Regions from separate parts of the Siniperca chuatsi genome. Here region 1 is linked to region 2. The links are chromatin contacts, called in public Hi-C maps. All regions are on one chromosome and are shown on one strand. Each heading gives the region's core, a stretch centred on a gene start, on an enhancer-like site or on the middle of the called end of the contact. The rest is flanking DNA. Distances are from core to core; before and after follow the strand shown. Region 1 overlaps LOC122878709 (unconventional myosin-Ic-like). Region 2 holds the start of LOC122878709 (unconventional myosin-Ic-like).

Region 1 (5,214 bases), core at 1,332-3,831, 51 kb after region 2:
TGTGTGTTTGTGTGTGTGTGTGTGTGTGTGATTCTTCATCAGTTGATGAGCCCGCTGAACCTAGAGCAAGCGTCATCAGCTCGGGATGCTTTGTCCAAGGCAGTGTATGGACGCACCTTCACCTGGCTGGTTAACAAGATCAACGCTTCGCTGGCATACACGGTACTTTCTCACACACACACACACACACACACACACACACACACACACACACACACATACACACATACACACACATAAACTTAGTCACTGCAGGATCACGCCTTGGTATGACAGCACAGTTGGCAAATTTCCACCAAAGGATTTAATTTTTGATACATTTTCACTTCCTCTTACTGTTTTGACATTAAATCACTTGCACTACATTTCTCAAACTAAATCCAGACATTATCCAACACTGAAGTGCAGAGTATGTTGCTGTCTCCCCTTCAATGTGTTACAGCACAGCTCCACCTTGTGGACATGTATAAGTTCACAAGGTGAACACAAAAAATAAAATATCAATAATATTGTATTCTTGCTTAGGGTTTCATTACTGTGTGAGTTCTTACATACTAGGGTTAGACCAATATAGTCACAGTATGTTAATATTATTCTAAAATATATTAATACATTCTTTTCTGAATACAGCTATTGAAAATCAGTCAACGTGTAAACCCTGGAGTGAAATCTTATTTTATTTCAATGCACATTTTATTTTTCTATTTAAATCATGATTTTTAAGTAGAATATTTATTTCAAGGCTTAATGTGTACTAGAGTTTTCCCTTTCAAATAGAAAGAAGATGAGTTTTGTTCTGTTTCTCTGACAGGATGACTCCTACAAGAATTACTCTGTCATTGGCCTGCTGGACATCTATGGTTTTGAGGTCTTCCAGCACAACAGGTACAGTATTAATGATTTTTGTTCATGCTGAATTTAAACCGTAGCTCTTTAAAAGTGAGCAAACGTTTAGAACAGACATCTAACTGAACTGTACTTTGTCTGTTTCTTATTTTCATGAGATTTGCTCAACATCTGCATATCCATCCAAACACACAGTTTGATTTTTTTTTTTTTTTTTAAAACAACAAAATCTTTGCACAAGGTCCACTTCCAGGAATTTCCCAGAGCTTTCAGCTGCATCTCGTATTTCTCCTTCATCGGCTGCTGGAGTTGGCTCAGTTGGTTACTGAGCAACCTGAGTAAACTCCATATGCTGAGATGCAGCTGAAAGCTCTAGAAATTCCCAGTAAGTGGACTTTGTGCCAAGAATTTTGTCAAATCACTATTTCTAAGGTCAATAATTAGCCTCCAGCCTTAACATACACAGTGTTTATGTAACGCATGTTTATATATGGTATGAATTATGGTAATATTAGCCTTTAGTTATAGATCAGTCATCCACCACCAAATAATATGAATTTGTTGGAAAACCAATAACATGTTTATGACCCTGTGCCTTGTTGTTTTTCATTCAGCCATTGTGCTCGTTGTGTGTTGCAGCTTTGAGCAGTTCTGTATCAACTACTGTAACGAGAAGCTGCAGCAGCTCTTCATTGAGCTCACCCTCAAGTCAGAGCAGGAGGAGTACGAGGCTGAAGGCATCACGGTCAGACATCATTTTCTTCTCCCTCAGTGTCCCCCCTCTCACCCCCCAACCCTCCTGCCTCCATTGTTTATTCCAGATGTTAATGCACCTCAACTACGTTTACACTTGGAATTCTGTATATGGAATAATGTGGAAAGACCCACTTTCACTAGCTCTCTTCTTTTTCTTTTACTTGCTTCCTCCAGTCCTCTCAGTCTCTCTTCACCTTTATGTGGTTTTGACATTTTAAATTCACCATCCATTATCACCCCATCTCTCCTCCCTCAGCCAGGGTTTAAGCTTCACAAAGAGCTCCTAATGTGATCGTGGTTGCAGTTGTATTTTTCAATGTGAAATTGGTCATTTCATTTATCGCTGCTGTTTCACTGAGGCTTTGGCTTAAAGTGATTTATTGTGAGTGCACATATTTTTAGAAGATGCTGCCCCATTAGAAATTAAGCCTTTAACCCTGTTATTGTTATAGTGTATTTTATTTATTTACAGTTAAAATCTTAAATGATGCCTCTTAAGGAAATTACATGTCAAAAGAGGTCTGCTTTGAAAGATGATATCTAATTCTAGATCTCTCTCTTGCATTTTCTCCTCAGTTGCTCCCTTTTGTCTTCGCCCCATTTATATTCATTGTATTTATATTGCTTCTTTGGAACAAGGACCTCTTCTGTTCAGTCTAATCTAAATGCACTGGTCAGAGAGCAGATTGTGGGAGAAACTTGGACTCACCTCTCAAAGAGCCCATTATCATCTGACATCAGGGCCGTGGGCCGCACTCTCTGTCATCTCTGTGGAAATGATGCGGCTGTTAGTGCTAACGTAACCTAACGCTGCTGCCTCTGCAGCTCTGTGTTTATGTGTGTGTCCACATACAAGTGGGTGAGCAGCGTGTCTGTGTGCCAGGATTCCTGGGATTCTGCAGATGATTGACTTTAGGGTCATTAAATAGCTTAGAATAGTTGTATCAGTTTTAGACTGATAGACTCTGGCAAAACTTATGTCCCCGAAGTTTTTTAAGTTCAGACTGTGAGAAAAACAGCCTGCCGTGGCTCTTTTAAAACAATTTCATTATGTTCATTATGCCAGGCAAGGCCAATTAATGCCCATGATAGGGTTTATTTTCTCATGCTCTCTAACCGAAATAGTGCTTGTGCCTTTGCAGTGGGAGCCGGTGCAGTACTTCAACAACAAGATCATCTGTGACCTGGTGGAGGAGAAGTTCAAAGGCATCATCTCCATTCTGGTGAGGAGACACACTGCGCTCCGTCTCTGCTACAGAGGTGTCATAGCTCAAGAGGATTTGAAACTATTTTATTTCAAAAGAAAGCTCACTTATTCATTCTGGAAGTGGATTTCTACCAAAATATAAAATTCCCAAAGAACTTGTGGCAAGATACGATGTCATATTAAAGGAATAGTTCAACATTTTAGGAAATAATCCTGGAGTCTTGTCGTCCACGTGAAATCACTGCTCCAGGCCAAACAATAGTCCAGCACATAAACCCATAAAATCACTTGTCATTTTTACTTTGGTTTTTGTACAGATTAAACAAACAAGATATAACAATATTCATTAGTGAGCTTTCGAGGTGCTGGTAGGTGTATAAACTAAGCTAAGATAAGTCTCCTGGCTCCAGCTCCATATTTACCGTACAGACAGAGTGATATTGAACTTCTCATCTAACTCTCGGCAAGAAAGTGAATAAGTGTATCTCCCAAAATGTTGAACTATTCCTTTAATGCTCAGTCATTGAGAAGCAAAAACTGGTATCTATGTAATAAATAATGAATGAATCAATTCAATCATAGCACTGATAGCCATTCATGCAAACTCTTAATGTAAATGATATGGGGACATGGACTTGGGATTGTTTTTTGCTTTTGTAAGACAATGACTGATTGCTGCTCTTTTTGTCTTCAAAATCACAGGATGAGGAGTGTCTGAGACCTGGAGATGCCAGTGATTTCACCTTCCTAGAGAAGCTGGAGGACACTGTGGGAGGACACCAACACTTTGTCACGTTAGTTTGATTCCTATTTTTGTCTTCTATAACTACTGCAATGCCACAAATATACTCAAAGCAGTTTGGGGTTACACTATTTATAAGTTTGGCTGTTGACTGGCTTGTGGTACCAGACTGTGAACTATTGAATATGTGTCCAGTCCATTTAATGATCTATCCATGCTGTGTGTGTGTGTGTGTGTGTTTCCCTGCAGTCACAAGCTGGCTGATGCAAAGACCCGGAAGGTAATGAGCCGTGACGAATTCAGACTGCTGCACTACGCTGGAGAGGTCAACTACAATGTCAACGGTGTGTGTGCGTGTTTGTGCGTGTGTATGCTGCTGATGTTTGGTGTTGCAGTGAATTTGGCATGGGGGTCAGGCAACCAGATTTTATACCTTTGTCACAATGTGAAAGGAGTTAGTTCTCAAGTAAATGCCAGCATTCCAACAATGGCCAACACAAACGGATAAAGGCTGGTTGCTAACTAAGACCTGGTCAGAGTTACCTGAACTCTAATACGTCACATTCAGCATCATGTACTGTAAATTTCCAGCTCTGATTTGATCAACAACATAGTCATGGAATACTCACCAGTCTGCTGCTCTGGGTTTCAGACTACATTATTGTGTGGGGTTACAGGTTAAAATAAAAAAAGCCTCGTTCACGAGTAGCACATCCACTGTGTAGTATTTCCCCACTGAGTGGAAGCTGGTCCTGGATGCTTCTGTATCAGTTTAGAGTAGCGATAGCAGCTCTGTCCTGCTCTATTGAATTTGGGGACGTTTACACTCCAGCAACCCCAGCAAACACTTTGGTTAGTCCTCATACTAAAAGCCTTTTTTCTTGAAAAGTTAAAAATGAAACATGCTATTTGAAAAGCCGAACACAAAGCATAAATCTAATCTGTCTTGTTTGTATGTAAGCTAAGCAGCGAAACAGGGCTATGTTAGAATGAAAGAAGAGTCTTAGCTTACGTTTTTCCTTATCATATGTATAATATGAGGACTAACTAGCTCTCTGTTATACAAGAACAATGTTGTTTCTTTATTTCCATGTCTCTACATGCATCATCAAAAGCTGACTTTTTTTCTGGGAGATGTTAGCTTTAGCCTCATTCTTTTAGCACCATGTGTATGTAGCCATCAAGTGTAAATTCACCGATACTGTGGGGCCCTCAGTGGAAGTGATTAATCAAAATGTATCAAAAATCAAATTCTCAAATCTTCTCTCATTCAGGATTTTTGGACAAGAACAACGACCTGCTCTTCAGGAACTTGAAAGAGGTGAGACTGAGTTTAAAATCAACAGGAAGATGATGGATTGGGAGGATTAGAAGACAAAGCAGCAAACTGTACTTCACTCGGATAGTGTGATACATTTGTAGAAAGTTGTACAGTGTTTGTCCGATCCAGAGGTTAAAAATGTCCTTTGTGTCCTTTATGTTTGCAGGCTATGTGTATGTCAGAGAACAAGATCCTGACCCAGTGTTTTGACAGGGAGGAGCTGAGTGACAAGAAACGCCCAGAAACAGTGAGATACCTTGTTGTTTGTTTGTGTATGTGTGTGTATTCTACGGAGCCCCCTAAAGGTCACAGCGAGAACTGTTTTGAGGACTACTCTTGCGT
Region 2 (4,792 bases), core at 1,147-3,646:
GGCCAGTCTTTTTTCAGCAATAGCCATACAGTGTGTTTACATTCTGTAATTACCTTTATATAGTAGTTTCATTGTTAGTGGCGGAGTCCGCCCTTTCACGCTGTATTCAAATTGCCTAACTACAATCAAGGGATTCACAGGAAACAATGCATGTATGTAATCTAGTGTCACTGTTTGTAATTTTATCTGACTGACATCAGCGTCAATGTTTACTGTTCACTCTCCTCCAACCCTATTAAGAGGTGTATTAAGGTACTGCTAATCCAAACAGAACATTTGCTGCTGCTGCTTCACATTAAAAGTGTTCAACTGGACAAACATGGGGTGGCTTTTATTGTGAAGAAGCCACAGGAAACACAATGTATTTGTCACTGAGGTTAGCGCTAACCGCCATCGTTCACCAAAAATGTGTATACAAAAGACTACAGTAATTTTCTGCATTTTTTTGACAGCAGATCCTTTTTAATTTTTATATGGGAGGAAGGGAACAAAAAGGAGCAGCCACAGTGAGCTGTTAGAGGAAGAGCAGCAGGCGACAGGCTGCACGCCTTCCAACTCCTCAGCAAGGAAACCAACTCATACTGCTGTGTCCTGCTGATCACAGTTTGAATTATTGTTGACTGACTTTATTAAAGCAATGCCAATAAATGAGCTCACAGGAGTGGGACAAGGCAGGCCAGTCAGCCTGGGCTGACAGCAATACAGAATGTATGCTGACATTCTAACTTGTTTGCTCTTCAATGCTCTTACCAGTATTGGAAATCTAAAAACATGACAACTGAAAGCACCACACACACACACACACACACACACACACACACACACACACACACACACACACACACACACACACACGTGCACATTCTTACTACTCTCTATAGCAATGGTTTTCAGCTTTTTAGGTTTCTGACCCCATTAAATCAACGATTTAAGCTCCCTTAAAAAGGCACATTGCAGAGTGTGCACAAATAACTGGATGAGTCCCACAATGCTGACAGTGAGCAAAGAGGAATGCAGGGAGGGGTCTGGAGTCATCAGACAGGTCAGGAAGATCATCCAAACGAGGCATATTTATTGAGTGAAGCTGTTTATATTTTCCTGTCACAAAGACAGAAATGTACGGCCGCAGTGTCACATTTTCCCCTTCACCCTGGAAACCAGCCTTCTGTCAGTTTGGTGTGTGTTTGAATCAGTGTATGGGTTGAGTGTAAAGGCCCTAGCTGGTCTAGTCCTTGGGGATAGGAAGTGCACTGCTACGAGAGAACAAGTCCCTTATTTGTTTTTAGAAAGTGTGTGCATACGCGTGCCTCTTGCTTGTATATCCTAAGGGAAGCACAAGTGGGATCCGTCATGCACACACACTAACACACACATACGTCACAGACACACACACACACACAAATCTACTGGGCGGGTACTGGGAATGTCTGAGGCAGGATGCTGGGTCCAGAAGGAAACCCTGTTCTGACCAGCCCTGTGGTGTGTGTGTGTGGGTGTGTGTGGTGTGTGTGCCATGTTAAAAACTTGGACACAGTGCCATCAATGATCTAATAGGAGCTAAGGGCAAACAACAAGATGAAGCGGACCTGTGATTCCCATCCAGGGGTACTTGTACCTCAGGGGGTACTTCTGCAGTGTTGCCCATGGACATAAGACAAAAAAAATAGAAATTACAATTTGATTTAGAAATAAACATCTCCATATTGAGTCAGTTGTAACACCTGAGCACTACTTACAACTGAGATGTGTGAAAACTAGTTAACAAACATGCAGAGAAGTCTAAAAACAATGGATGGACAGTTCAAATAGCTAGCTAAAAGTAATGATAAACAGTTTAAAATATTAGCTTAAAGTAATAACCTTATATTGTTAAAACTGTCAGCTAAATGTAATGGATAAATGGTTGAAACGTCCAAATTCTGCCACTCCAAGTAGTACGAATGCAAACTTGGCTAAACCGACCTAAACATTGACAGTTCAATTCAATTGGCAAAAATATTGTAACAATATCCACTTTTATAGAATTAATAATGTTAAATAAAACATGACGGTGGTGTCTGTGAAGGAGTACTCGAGGAGCTCATGTGACAGGCCTGTGGGGGTACCTCAAAGAAGGTTGGGAACCACTGAACTGGACTACTCCCTTTATTAGTACTCTGGGATTAAAAAAAGGAAATCAACTCACCTTTACATACAGCATGGTATAATATTTTCATTCAAAACACAAATGTGTTTACCACTCCCTATGAGCACACACATTTTTATCTTGCGCACACACTCACAGTAAGACAAAAGACACATATCCTCTGCATGTGACATCCATCTCAGGCCCGGCTAAGCTCCATATCCTCCCCGTGATCCCTCAACTGGAGAGGCAACATCCTCTGGCTGCAGCGAGGGGAAGCTGGCCTCACTGTGACTCTTCGCTCTGCAACAGGTAACACCTCAACTCCAAATCTCTGCGCCAGTGCTTTTGGATCTTCGTGTCAGGAAGTAAAATTTCTCTGTCGGGTAAGAGCTCCCACTTGAAAGATAAAGCATTTCTCTTCATATGCATATAGGAGAGAGATTTATGACCTACTTGCATGTATTTCTGATGTGAGTAAAGGTCTCTGAGAGTGACGTTTTTGCTTTTCCGACATCTCTCGGGATAGTCTTCTAGGCACATTCTCTGTCATTCTAATGATTTGCCAAAGGACCTGAGGGGAGAGGTACAATCTACGTCCTCTGACACTCCTGTCAAAGTGTGAGAGGAACAGACAGCACCAAACGAGACGGAATCACTTTAAGAAAAGGGACGGGAAAAAACGAGAAAAGGGAACGATGATGGAATTGAGGATCCAGCTCATTCCAACAGGGGAGATCATCCTTCCTCCGGGGAAGAACGGGGAAAACTACTGCCACGACTGCAAGGTCAGTTCACACACTGTGGCCAGATCTGGAGTCAGATTTTTCCACTCATCCTTCATTCCGATGGGTTTTATGCAGCTCAGTGGTAGAAATTGATGCTGACACAGCTGAGGTTATAGGGTTCATCCCCCACAGGGATGAGGTTGAGAAACATTTACATATTTTAAGAACTGTAAATTGCTTCAGAGTATACTGTCTGTCATGTAAATTGCAGAGATAAATCAGAACAGCTGTGGTTAGTAAATAAGTTGAAATCCCGTTTGGCTCTGAGCAGTGCTCTCAGAATTATAATAAGCAGTACTCATAATTAATTATACATGGACAAATGGGCTGCTTCTGTGGACTGCTACTACAAAATAATGGTATAGTGTATGGTATAGTGGTAGAAAGGCTTTATTGACATGAATAGGATGGGATTTATGCAAAGTCACAATGTGACATAACTCGGTTTGTTACAGACATCAGGACTTAGTAACATACCGAGAATCCTGCTGACAAGCGTTACATAGAGCAGATAATGACCTTTTTAAAGAGTTGAAAGGACACAGTACATAAAATATCAATTTCACATTAAAGGTGTCTACCCTGGAACACTCTTTGGTGATGTACAGTGCATCCCAGGGTCTCAACAGGTGAGTTTCCTTAGTCTCACTGCACAAACACAGACATTTATGAAATCAGCTGTAAAAGTCAGGTTTAGTGTCCCACAAAATGAATTATAAGCAGAGATACTGATCTCTGCACCAACTGTAACCTCAGCGGACCAGAATCCAATGTAGCCACACCGGCTTTATATCAACAATGGATCAAATCACATGTAATGTTTTTTTTTTTTTAACCTGTCAGTTGTGAGTCCCCCAACTTTATGGAAATGCAATACTAAATTGCTGGAGTAGCCCCTCAAAGTTAGCATACACACATTTTTAATCATGGAAATCTAGTTGTGCTGTTAGCATCACTGTAGCTTCTGCAGTTTTCCCTTAGTAATGTTTCCATGCAGGAATTAAAAGAGACATCCACTGCTCTAAAACATTTTGACATGTGTTACATATTTGTTCTTGTCTTATGTAGGAGAGCAGTAATAAAGACAGCTGACTAATATATATATATATATATATATCTATAGTATCTAAGGAATGAAGGGAGTGGGCTTTTTAAAATCACCCTCCCACGGTAAGGTACCAGTTGGTACAGTAAAGCGTGGGCTGACACAGGATGAGGATGTATAGTAAGAGGAATGTGGTGCAGTTATTGCAGCCTGCTGATGTGCTGATCAGTGATGATTGGGGAGGGGTGGAATGTACTGTAGCCTGGACGGGAGGAAACGACAAAGACATTCCAGTACACAGTTTCATTTTTTCCCCTTCCACATTCTTCCAAGGTCAAATCACCCTGCTGCATCTCTGGATGTGTGTGAAAGGTGTGTGTGTGTGTCGGTGTCATCAGTTGTTTACTAAGCTATGACCAATGTCATATGGCATCAAACCTTTGTAACCTTCCCATGTTGACTAGATTTCTAGGGACAATGACGGATGTAATCACGTAGGGTTCCAAATACACGGGTGACAAGCTTTGTTGGATCTTCTCCCGGCCAATTATATAACAACAGAAATGTCAATAACAATCTGAAGTCAGGTGAAGTTACACAAAGAAAATATTGTGGAGTTAACTGGCTCCGAAACAAATAAAAAGTGTGTGTGGCTACGTTTTAGCGAGTGAGAGTTTCCTGGTTTTGGTTCTAAAGAAGTGGAGTGGGGAGGGTGAAGGGTCGGGGCTGGAGGTGGGGGGGTCAGTGTCACGACCGGCCTTTTGTCCTGTACAGTCTGTCTGTCTAACATTGCCTTGTCAACAGGATACAACCTGTGTGTGTGTGTGTGTGTGT

The links. Hi-C and Micro-C count contacts between places; a contact is called where the count stands out from the background.
Region 1: a Hi-C map of liver shows a contact between it and region 2, with 4 times the contacts expected there. The contact joins the enhancer-like site here to the promoter of LOC122878709 in region 2. A contact is called at or near these places in 3 of 3 Hi-C or Micro-C datasets (liver, skeletal muscle and an unstated tissue).

The regions. Positions count from the first base shown.
Region 1 is chrLG7:5,609,185-5,614,398 of ASM2008510v1, forward strand. LOC122878709 (unconventional myosin-Ic-like) reads left to right here. Exons shown (of 33, transcript XM_044201880.1): 11 at 43-162; 12 at 812-885; 13 at 1,486-1,591; 14 at 2,745-2,825; 15 at 3,512-3,603; 16 at 3,801-3,895; 17 at 4,826-4,872; 18 at 5,039-5,119. Among protein-coding and RNA genes, the nearest start is that of LOC122878712, 16 kb to the right of the region's middle. Within about 2 kb of position 2,582, the one cell type or tissue checked has an H3K27ac peak away from gene starts, as active enhancers do. A contact at or near this core is called in liver, where this site is marked.
Region 2 is chrLG7:5,558,258-5,563,049 of ASM2008510v1, forward strand. LOC122878709 (unconventional myosin-Ic-like) reads left to right here and starts at 2,397. Exons shown (of 33, transcript XM_044201880.1): 1 at 2,397-2,511; 2 at 2,655-2,913. The coding sequence starts at 2,824.